Regions from separate parts of the Danio rerio genome. Here region 1 is linked to region 2. A link is a contact called in public HiChIP or PLAC-seq data. All regions are on one chromosome and are shown on one strand. Each heading gives the region's core, a stretch centred on a gene start, on an enhancer-like site or on the middle of the called end of the contact. The rest is flanking DNA. Distances are from core to core; before and after follow the strand shown.

Region 1 (4,777 bases), core at 845-3,344, 390 kb before region 2:
GGTAACCAAACTGCAATAAATGGTCTGTGACTAAATATATCTGAATACCAATTTGAATAAAAAAAATCCTTAATGAAAAAAATAATTAAAAGCATGGTCGTTGCAGCCTAAAAGTTGCAATGCTTTGTGCAATACAGTTTAAAGTTACTTTTGTAAATGTCTGCATTATGAATACATGACTTGAAAAGTGTTTGTGGTAATATAGTCAAATTCAGTGCAATAACTTTTATTAACTAATCAATGAAGTGTGTAATTATTAAAAACATCTGAATTGATAACCAGCACAAATATATAATTTGTACAATTTATAATTTGTACCATAAAGTGTATAGTTTTGTTTCTTGTCCCTTAACATTGACAAATTTGGTCATTTGACCTCCTCTCAAATCGTGACCGACAAGAGCCTCCCTACCGACCTACTTTCCAAACATAGGATACAAACTTTGGCCAAGCCCCCTGCTAACTAAACTAAGGCTGTGTTCAGTGGGTGTGTCCTTCCATGACCAAACATGGATTTTCATTAAACTGGCAAACAAGTGCTGTATTATGCAACAGGTCTCCTTGAGCAGGAGTGTTTAATCTACAGCTGAGTGACTTTTAAATGGTAAATAAATATTAAATAGCCTATTAATAATAATTAAAACACACACACACACACTTTGATAAAAGTTGTTTTTCTTTGGTAACTTTGGCTTATTTTTATGGGCACTCTATTGCAAAATGTTGTTACTGACCCAGTTTAATGCTTCAAGCCATTTAACCTATTCCACTGAGCTGGTCAAAATGTTTAGATGTTTGTTTTTTTTCCACTGGCTGAGGGCGTTTAGCTATTACACACTGTAAAAAATTGAATAAGCCTGGATTGATTTCCAATAACATTCAGTTCATTTGGGACATTCTTAACAGCAAAGTTCTAGAAGCAAAACATCAAGTTGATAATTTTTAATTAGGCCTAAACTGAATGTTTATGTAACTTCTCACTGCTGTTAGACTTAAAACATTCTCAGACTTATAGTGCCATAAAGCATGACACTTTGGTTCAGAAACACCAAATGGCCCATTTGCCTCCTATAATCCATTCATTGATTTAAGACACTACACCCCAAAACAACACCTTCGTCTGTAGCCTTTCAAACACTTTCCCTCCTATTATTATTGGTAGCAGATACCACTTCACAGTTTTTATCTATACCTGTTGTCACATGCAAGCAGGATGCGTCATGTTTCGTCTCAGTTTAAAAGACTAAGTATTTCCTGTATCACATTAATCATCAAGGCTCCTATCTACTATTTTTGTTAGGTTATTAGTATATACTGCATTTCACATTTTGACGTATTATTAACCATTACACAAAATAATCAAGGATTAAATAAAAGTGTTTTGTACTTTTTTTAGTTTTATATGATCATCAACATATTGTATGAATAATCATTTATTACACTGAATTACTTTATATCTGATTGAATACTATTTGTTTAACCCCAGGTTTACATCAGAACATGTTCAAACATATGGTTAAACTCATAAATATGGTTGGTATAGCAAAAAAAATGTGATTCCTATGGTTTTGCTCAAACAACCATGTTGTTCTTCTTTGTTTAATAAGTAGGCCTATGTGAAGTCCTTTTAAGATATCTATCAAAAGCCTGTAAATATTCTTTCATTGTTCACCAGATGTTAACATAAGCACTCACTTCAGTATTAAGAGCTATCTGAAGTATTATGTACAAAGTATCTGTGTCCCTTAAGATATCTGAAGCCTGTGAGTATTCTGTCTTTGTTCAGCTGAAGTTTACATAAAGCACACACTTCTACGAGTGTTGTGCTTTTACTCGAAGATGTGCCAAGGACACCGATCACCAGGTTTAAATGTGTGCATTTTTTGAGATTACACCAACCGGAAGAAACCATGTGATAATAATTTTTATGCCTTCGAGTTATTACAGTAACCAAAATTCCCCACAAACACGCATAACGATCGGTGACGCAGGAACGATGGCAACAGGCGTGTTCTTCGCTCCTATTGGCCGCGCGTCCACAGTGCTGCTTCCTGATTGGCCGCAGCACAACACGTCTGAACTACTTATGCTTTGTTGAGGGTCCATTTTGTTGTTAGACGGAGACGAACTGGAGAAGGAGAACATCATCATTCCGCTGTAGCCTCGGTTTTTTACTGAGCTTCACATATCGGGAAATATTTTCTCCATTTACAGCTACAGCTGACAGACGAGACCAAGGGAATACGAAGGGCTTGTTCCATCAAATTCCTGAGGAAGTCGGTAAGTTGTTTTTCCACAGTCAAAGGTATAGGGAGTCGTCGACTGTGTTGACGCCATGTTGCGTTGAAGAGCCTTTGTTTTGATACGCGGCCAGAAAAGATGACCTAATACTCTTGTTTTTATCATTTAAAATCGAGCTTTTATTATAAAACATTGCAATAATAATGTGTACATTCGAGTTTACTAAAAACCTTGGCTTTTTTGTCGAAAATAATCGCTAGTATGAAGACGTCGATCGCGAAGGAGGAAGATTGAATGCTGTTTATGTAATAACAAATCGGTGATTTGTAATATATTTGCCATTTAAATTAGCCGTTTGTTTTTTAGACTAGTAAATAACAATTATAAACAAGAAGGTTTACTAGTCCATGTTTTGTTGCAATATATGTTTACATTTACACAAAGAAATGGTTTGACTGGGATTTGATATTAGTTTAAATACGTTTTTAGTCATAAACGAATGTATATTTAGTAGATTGAGATGCTTATAAATGTTTGTTTTGTTAGATCTACGGCTTCTAGAGCACCGTGCGCCGAGGTGAATTCATGTTCAACTCGGTTCCACGACAAAACAACGCTCACTGGCACATGAAAACCTCAGATCTTGCTGGACATACATGTGCAGCGAGAAGTAGATCAACTACTTCGAGGACCTGGAGCCCAATTGGCGAGGAAAAATTAAAAAGTGAAAAGAACCACGCACTCAACTTTTTTACAACAGAGAGGTAAGAAGAGGAAGCGAGTGGGGGATGGGCGGGGACGGGCTCGTTTTGCACGTAGCCCTTTGTTTATGTCAGCCTGCATCACTGGGGCACTTATTTATTTTAAGCCTGTTTTGAAGATACTATAAATGCATGTTTTATTTAATATAACAAATCTACACCTTTGTCTTCTGCTAGGTGACATCCAGTCAAAATATAATGGGAGGTGGTGAGAGATACAACATTCCAGATCGCCCAGCACCCAAGAAGAGCCAGCCGGTTAGCAGGGGCAAACAGAGAAGTAGAGACCAGAATGGAGTGATGCATTCTGCCGCCTCAGGAGCCTTAGGGGTGCCCCATCACCTTCGCAGAGGTGAGAAGGGCACCAGCTATTCTTGGTCTCCTGAGGCGCGGCAGGCCGTGTCTGTAGACAAGAAGAATGGCTCTGTTCGTTTTGCCACACCGTACGATCAGAATTGGGAGTCCCATCTGAACAAACTTTTATCAGCTCAGTGTGGTCAGAACTATGCCGGAGCCAAGTTTAGTGAGCCCCCATCCCCAAGTGTGCTGCCCAAGCCCCCAAGCCACTGGGTGTCTCTTCCCATGGGCGATCATCGTGAGTTGATGACCTTTCAGTTAAAGAGCCTCCTGAAGGTTCAGGCCTAACAAGGTCTCTCACTGCTGCTCTCTTAAGCCAATACATGATAAAGGCTTCACTTTGGCCTTTTGCCTTCTCCTTGAACGCCCCAGCTGCGTAATATATTTTACAGCTATTTTTAGATCTGCATCTTAATAAGATGGTGATGATCATTTGGTAGACAGATGTTCCTCCTAATGTCCGTCATCTAACATATTTTTTTAAACAAAGAAACTAGTTATTACGCTGTTGTGGTCTTAAGAAGCGGTCAAGAAGTCTTTGGGGAGCTGTATGCCATGACAAATGATGAACTGGATGTCCTCTTAAACTCATTGCTCTGTTATGCTCCTGTTTTGTTTTGTTCTTTTTTTGATGGCTGTTTGTGACAGTCAGATTTTTTTTCTTCTTCCGCTAGACCTAGAAATAGATGTCAAGACAAACTCGCGCATCGTTTTTACTTTCCAATATATCTCGCATTTTGTTTTTCTTGCTTGCTGAGGTTTGATGCTCACTTTTGGCTTGAGTTTTAATCAAGCTGGGAGTGCCAGAAACTTCTTGGTGCTAAGCACAGCAGCATCTGTAGCGTAATAGTGCGTACTGCATTTCCGGGTATCTCTTTTTGTTTTGCTTTTTGGGAAGTAAAAGCCACTCGACTTTGTTCTGCAGGGAGACCTAAGCGAACAGAACATGAAGGGGTACAAGCTTAAGTGAAAAGGTCATATGACTAACCTCAAGCTTAATGAGGTGGCACAATGAACCTTGTGCTTTCAACACCTGTACTTTTTTAATGGCGCTGTGCGCATTGCACTATAGGTGTTGAATTCACTATGGTTCTCAAGCTCTATTGCAGCGTTAAACTTTTACTTTTTGCATCCCTTGTGTTATAGCTTAGAAAACTAAGTGTGATTTTTAATGTTTACCAAAGCGACGTAATCAGCTACTTTTTGTTGAAAGCCCCCACCTTGCTTGACCAGATCTGGTTACAAGTGCCATAAATCATTGCGTAAGGCATTAGCGTATATCAAGGTTTTGGGTGACGAATCATTTTTTAAAAAATTTCGCTGTACTTTTGGAATGATCACAGAGCAATTATGCGGAGGAGGGTTATGACGTGAGACCGTAGGATGTAAGTTTTCTCTAATCTCGTCTCATAGCCTTG
Region 2 (5,025 bases), core at 1,908-4,407:
AATTTAAAAAAAATAGGAATCTGCTAAAAATTTAAATTAAAAACTGTAGCCTATAGTAATTTATTTGGCAAATAAACTGGCCAGCATGATACATTTTCCTCAGTCAGAAATTGGCCATTTTAACAAAAATAATAATAATTCAAAGATTTAGATTAAAAGTTACTTGTCAAATGTTTTCTCTATTCAAAAACAATACAGTGACGAAAGAAGATTTCTCTTAGGTCAGAGTGTGTGTTTTCTTGCGCAGCTGGATGTTGGACTGATGAAAAATATTTGTTAGCATTGGTCAAAAGTAATTAGCTGAAATCGCACCAAAGACACAGCCAACAGAGGATTCCGCTTGGTCTTAAAGCCTTATTTTTACCATTTATGAAGGCATAGCAGTGTAAAAGGAACAAATTCTGGACCTTTGTCAGAGAGGTGTGGGTCTTCCGAAACCCCCTGGCTACGGGCCTGAATCATAACATATAGGATTTGTATTATTGCATGTTTATATAATGTATATTTATATTTATTCTAATTTAATCAATTGTACTCTGAGAATATTTATATTCGTAAGTTTCTGTAGAGGGATATTAATATAATTTTCCTGGTTATATTAAGTTTAATCAACAACAACAACAAAAACAAGAGAAAATGTATTTTGTTTCAAACTTCGTAATCATAACGAATGACAAAGATAAAACACACTTGACCAACAGAAGAAATCTTACTTTAAAAATAACGTTATACAACATAACTTACACAAACTTGTGCTTTTAAAGAGTAATTTTTACTATTTAGACTTAACGAGATCACGGTTAATATGTAGCGGTAAATATGAATAGATTCACTGCAATTAACTTATTCCAAAACTCAGACACATTGTGCACACTAACATTTCAACACTCACTGTGTAAGTAACGTAAATGTGTCCATGAACTTCTTGTCAGTGGTCTTGTGACAGGAATCGCACTTCTGTTAGCTAAAACACGGACAACATTTCTCGTCAGCCTCGAACAAACATTTAACGCCATGCTAGTACTCGCAGTATGTAAAGCTGCTCGATAACTACGCTCCCTTTTTCTTGTTATGTATATAAATATTGGCGAAATCGCAATGGGACTGATTGCCAGTTGCGTAGCAGGATTGCGGCTACCTACACTGCTCTTCTACGCATGCGTACAACCAAAACTACGTAATACCAGTGACGTATATCGGGGGTCTGAGAGCATAAAAAAAGGCTAAAAGTTTTTCAGATGCCTCTTCTTTTTTATTGATTTTTAACAGAGGAGTACAGAGTTATACATAAAACAATTTACAAGGGAATTAACAACAAAAATTAATCATGTACATTAAGTATTTTTTCAGCAGTTGAGATGTCTTAAGAGCTTTAGGATTAAGTTGGAATCATTAAAGTTTTTTAGATCAATGAAAAATAGTTTACAAATTGGTGCAGTCAGCATACATTTTGTTTTGTGGATGTGGAATTTTTGTTATGTTTTTTTCTTTTCTATTAATTCAGAGATGCAATCCATAAATAAAAGCATTTTATCAGTTATCTTGATAATTTTATAGTACCAGATGCCACTACCTGCCCAAGTTTGATCATTTGATGGACTTTATGCTAAAATGTGAAACACATCTATATGGTTTCTTTAATTTATGATGATTAATAAATGGTTCTAAAATATGATTTGTGACTTTTTGTATTAGGTTAATTGTTGTTATTTTACTTTATTATTTATTTACACATTTATTTACTTATATATTGAAGTCAAAATTAAAACGATTAAATATATTGTTATTTTGTTATCTTAATAAAATATTTTGATTGTTTAGTCTTATTATTTATTTTATTTAATAATTTTATATTGTGAAATTATTGCATTCTCTTTTTTCTTTTATTGTTTACTTCTGGAAAATGTGTTTGATATTTATATTGCTTATGTAAAATACTACTACTACTATTACTACTACTACTACAAATAATAATAACAATAATAATAATGTGTGTCTTTAAAGTGATAAAATCAATGAATGTTTAATGCAAGTTTTTTATTCATTAAAATATTTATATTAACTTACTGTTTTAAATAGTTGCATTTTTTAACCCTTTTTCTATTTATATTGATTAGTTTAATTATATTTATATTGATTAAGTAATAATAATAATAATAATAATAATAATAATAATAATAATAATAATAATAATGTGTTTAACTTGATAAAATCAATAATTATTTAATGCAAGTCTCAATCATTCATTTATTCATTCATTCATTCATTTATTCATTCATTCATTCATTTATTCATTCATTCATTCATTCATTTTCTTTTCTTATCTGTTTTATGCAGAGGATGCCCTTCCAGCCGCAACCCATCTCTGGGAAACATTTACACACACTCATTCACACACATACATTATGGACAATTCAGCTTACCCAATTCACCTGTACCGCATGTGTTTGGACTTGTGGGGTAAACCGGAGCACCCGGAGGAAACCCACGCAAACATGGGAGAACAGTTAATGCCAGTTTATTTTATTTTATTTTATTTATTAAAATATTTTAATTAATTTTACTATTTTCAAAATTGCATTTGTTTTTTTCAACTTTCAACTGAATTAAAAAAAACTTTTTTATTTGTATTAATATTAGTTTAATAATATTTATGTTGATTATGTAGTAATAGTAGAAGTAATAATAATAATAATAATAATAATAATGCGTGTTTAACGAGATCAAATCGATAATTATTTAATGTTAGTCTTTATTTTATTTATTAAAATATTTTAATTATTTTTTTCAGTTTTAAATATTTTTTTTCCACTTATTTTTTTTTTACCTTTTATTTCTATTAATATTTGTTGTATGTATTTTAGGTATTAGAAAATATGCATTTTATTAACTTAAGATTTTATGCAAGGGATTATTGTCGTATTTATTGATTGTAAAAAAAATATTAAACCAAATATACATTATAAACAGCAAAAACAGGAATTAAACTATAGGTTTGTCCTTGGAAGCATTTGATTAGTAAAAAATAGAAACGTTTCTTCCCTTCCATTTTAATGCTTTTATCAATACAGTATAGCCCTCACTCAGCTAAACAGTAGATATACCAAAGAGCATAGATTCTAAGCTCTTTGGATTTACAAACGATTTTTGACTATACAAGCATCCGTAGCGCGTCAAGCGGATGAGACCACGTGACACATCTGATACTTGTGCTTTCTGTTCTTCCCTAAATGCCAGTAAATACGCCGAATAACTCTCTTAATCAAAACCGTAACTGCATCTCGGGATTTTTCGATTAATGAATGTCGAAGTGTTAGACGCGAACGCCAAACCCCCGACAGGAATTCCTCCGTGTTTGTTCTAAAGTTGTGAGCATATGTAAGTTGTCAGGCTCGCTCTTCTTCCACCTGGACACTTGACAACTGACGTTCACTTGGTTGCGAGCCTGGAGAGGAGGAGAACATAAACAGGGTGAGTCGGGTTCATATATGTACCCTTCTGACTTTTATGGCAGCTCTTTTAAAACAACCTTGTGTTCTAAACACTTGTGACCTGATGCAGCTGGGTAAGCAAAGGCCTGAGAGCAGCAGCCGGTTCCTGCTGTCAGTACTTGTATCACTTTACCTGGGTTAGTCTCAGGTGTCGCGCTCTCCTTTGCTTTGATAGAGAGCTTGTTTCAATAACTGATTCTCTTATGTGCTTATATTATCCCAACTTACTGATTCAGCATTTTCAGCTAACGACCATACTGCTGACAAGGTACTTCCTTACCTCCAAACTCTATTCAGATTCTGCTGTCATGGTGGTAAACATTTGTGATGTTCAGTTAAAATGTTAAAATGTAAGAGTCGAAAAATCTGAATAAATATAGCCTAAATTATATATGTTTTATTAGCTTTTCCTCACACTGGATTGTTTTAATGTATTTATTTAATTGTATTGATATGCTTTAGGCTGTTGTTGTATATTACTTGATGTTTTTGTCTTTATATTGCATTTTCTTGAAGACTAGTTACACTGAATTTATTTGAATATTATTCTTTGTCTATAACATTTTATTAAACAGTTTTAAAGTTTTTTTGGTTAGTCTTTTAGCATCATTGAATTGGTTTAATATTATTTTTATAATGTGTCTAATCAATTTTAGCTATTGATTTAATGTTTGTGTGTGTGTTAGTATATATATATATATATATATATATATATATATATATATATATATAATATAATATATATATATATATATATATATATATATATATAATATAATATATTTTTATTATATTAAAATTTATTATAAAAAAATTGGTTGCATAAATTTGTTTATATTATTATTTAACATTTTTAGCTGTTTTTGTTTTTTACCCAGACATTTAAAAAGAATATATTTTAGAGCAGTAATCACAATACCGTGCCACCATGATAATTTATCCAAGGTTATCATACCGTCATAATCTTATACCTTCCCATGACTACTGAGATCAGTCCATTTTTAAAAATATATATAAAATGACTTTTTTCTGCTCTGATCCTTCAGAAATTATTAGAAATTGTTCTATTGTGATCAATTATTTTTGGTAATCAATAATAATGATTCTTACGAATAGTGCTAAAAACGTTTTCTGCTTTATAGTATTGTGGAAACTGATACTGTTTACTTTATAGAATTCTTTAATGAAAAGAAAGTTCAAAGTAACAGCATTTATTTTGTAGTTTTTGAAAAACAATTGAATATGTCTTTGATTAATAAAGTAAATAAAATGTAACAGTTATCAAAACTATCAACAACAGCAATAATAATCACAAAAATGCTTCTTGTTGAGCAGATATTTATGTTATAATGTTTTCAGCTTCATGTGACATTAATGACTAGAGCAATGATGCTGAACACTTTTATTCAAAGAAATTAAAATATATTATACATTTTAAGCTTCATTCAATAGAATTTAAGTGAATTTTATATATGAGGTAGTTTCGAGACAATCATGTGCTTATGATTACTTGTCTAGTCCCGCATTATTCAAT

Evidence for each region. HiChIP or PLAC-seq counts read pairs in DNA pulled down with a chosen protein or histone mark.
Region 1: a contact with region 2 is called in an H3K4me3 HiChIP or PLAC-seq map of embryo, with 2.0 times the contacts expected there. The contact joins the promoter of pnrc2 here to the promoter of usp45 in region 2. A contact is called at or near these places in 1 of 18 Hi-C or Micro-C datasets (hematopoietic stem cells) and 1 of 4 datasets of contacts at active chromatin or transcription factors (embryo).

What each region holds. Positions count from the first base shown.
Region 1 is chr16:36,326,236-36,331,012 of GRCz12tu, reverse strand. It overlaps pnrc2 (proline-rich nuclear receptor coactivator 2), which reads left to right and starts at 2,094. Exons shown (of 3, transcript NM_001130192.1): 1 at 2,094-2,280; 2 at 2,788-3,005; 3 at 3,180-4,777. The coding sequence starts at 3,201. The coding sequence ends at 3,647.
Region 2 is chr16:35,933,670-35,938,694 of GRCz12tu, reverse strand. It overlaps usp45 (ubiquitin specific peptidase 45), which reads left to right and starts at 3,157. Exons shown (of 18, transcript NM_001423966.1): 1 at 3,157-3,471. tstd3 (thiosulfate sulfurtransferase like domain containing 3) reads right to left here and starts at 1,169. Exons shown (of 4, transcript NM_001200014.1): 1 at 893-1,169. The coding sequence starts at 1,016.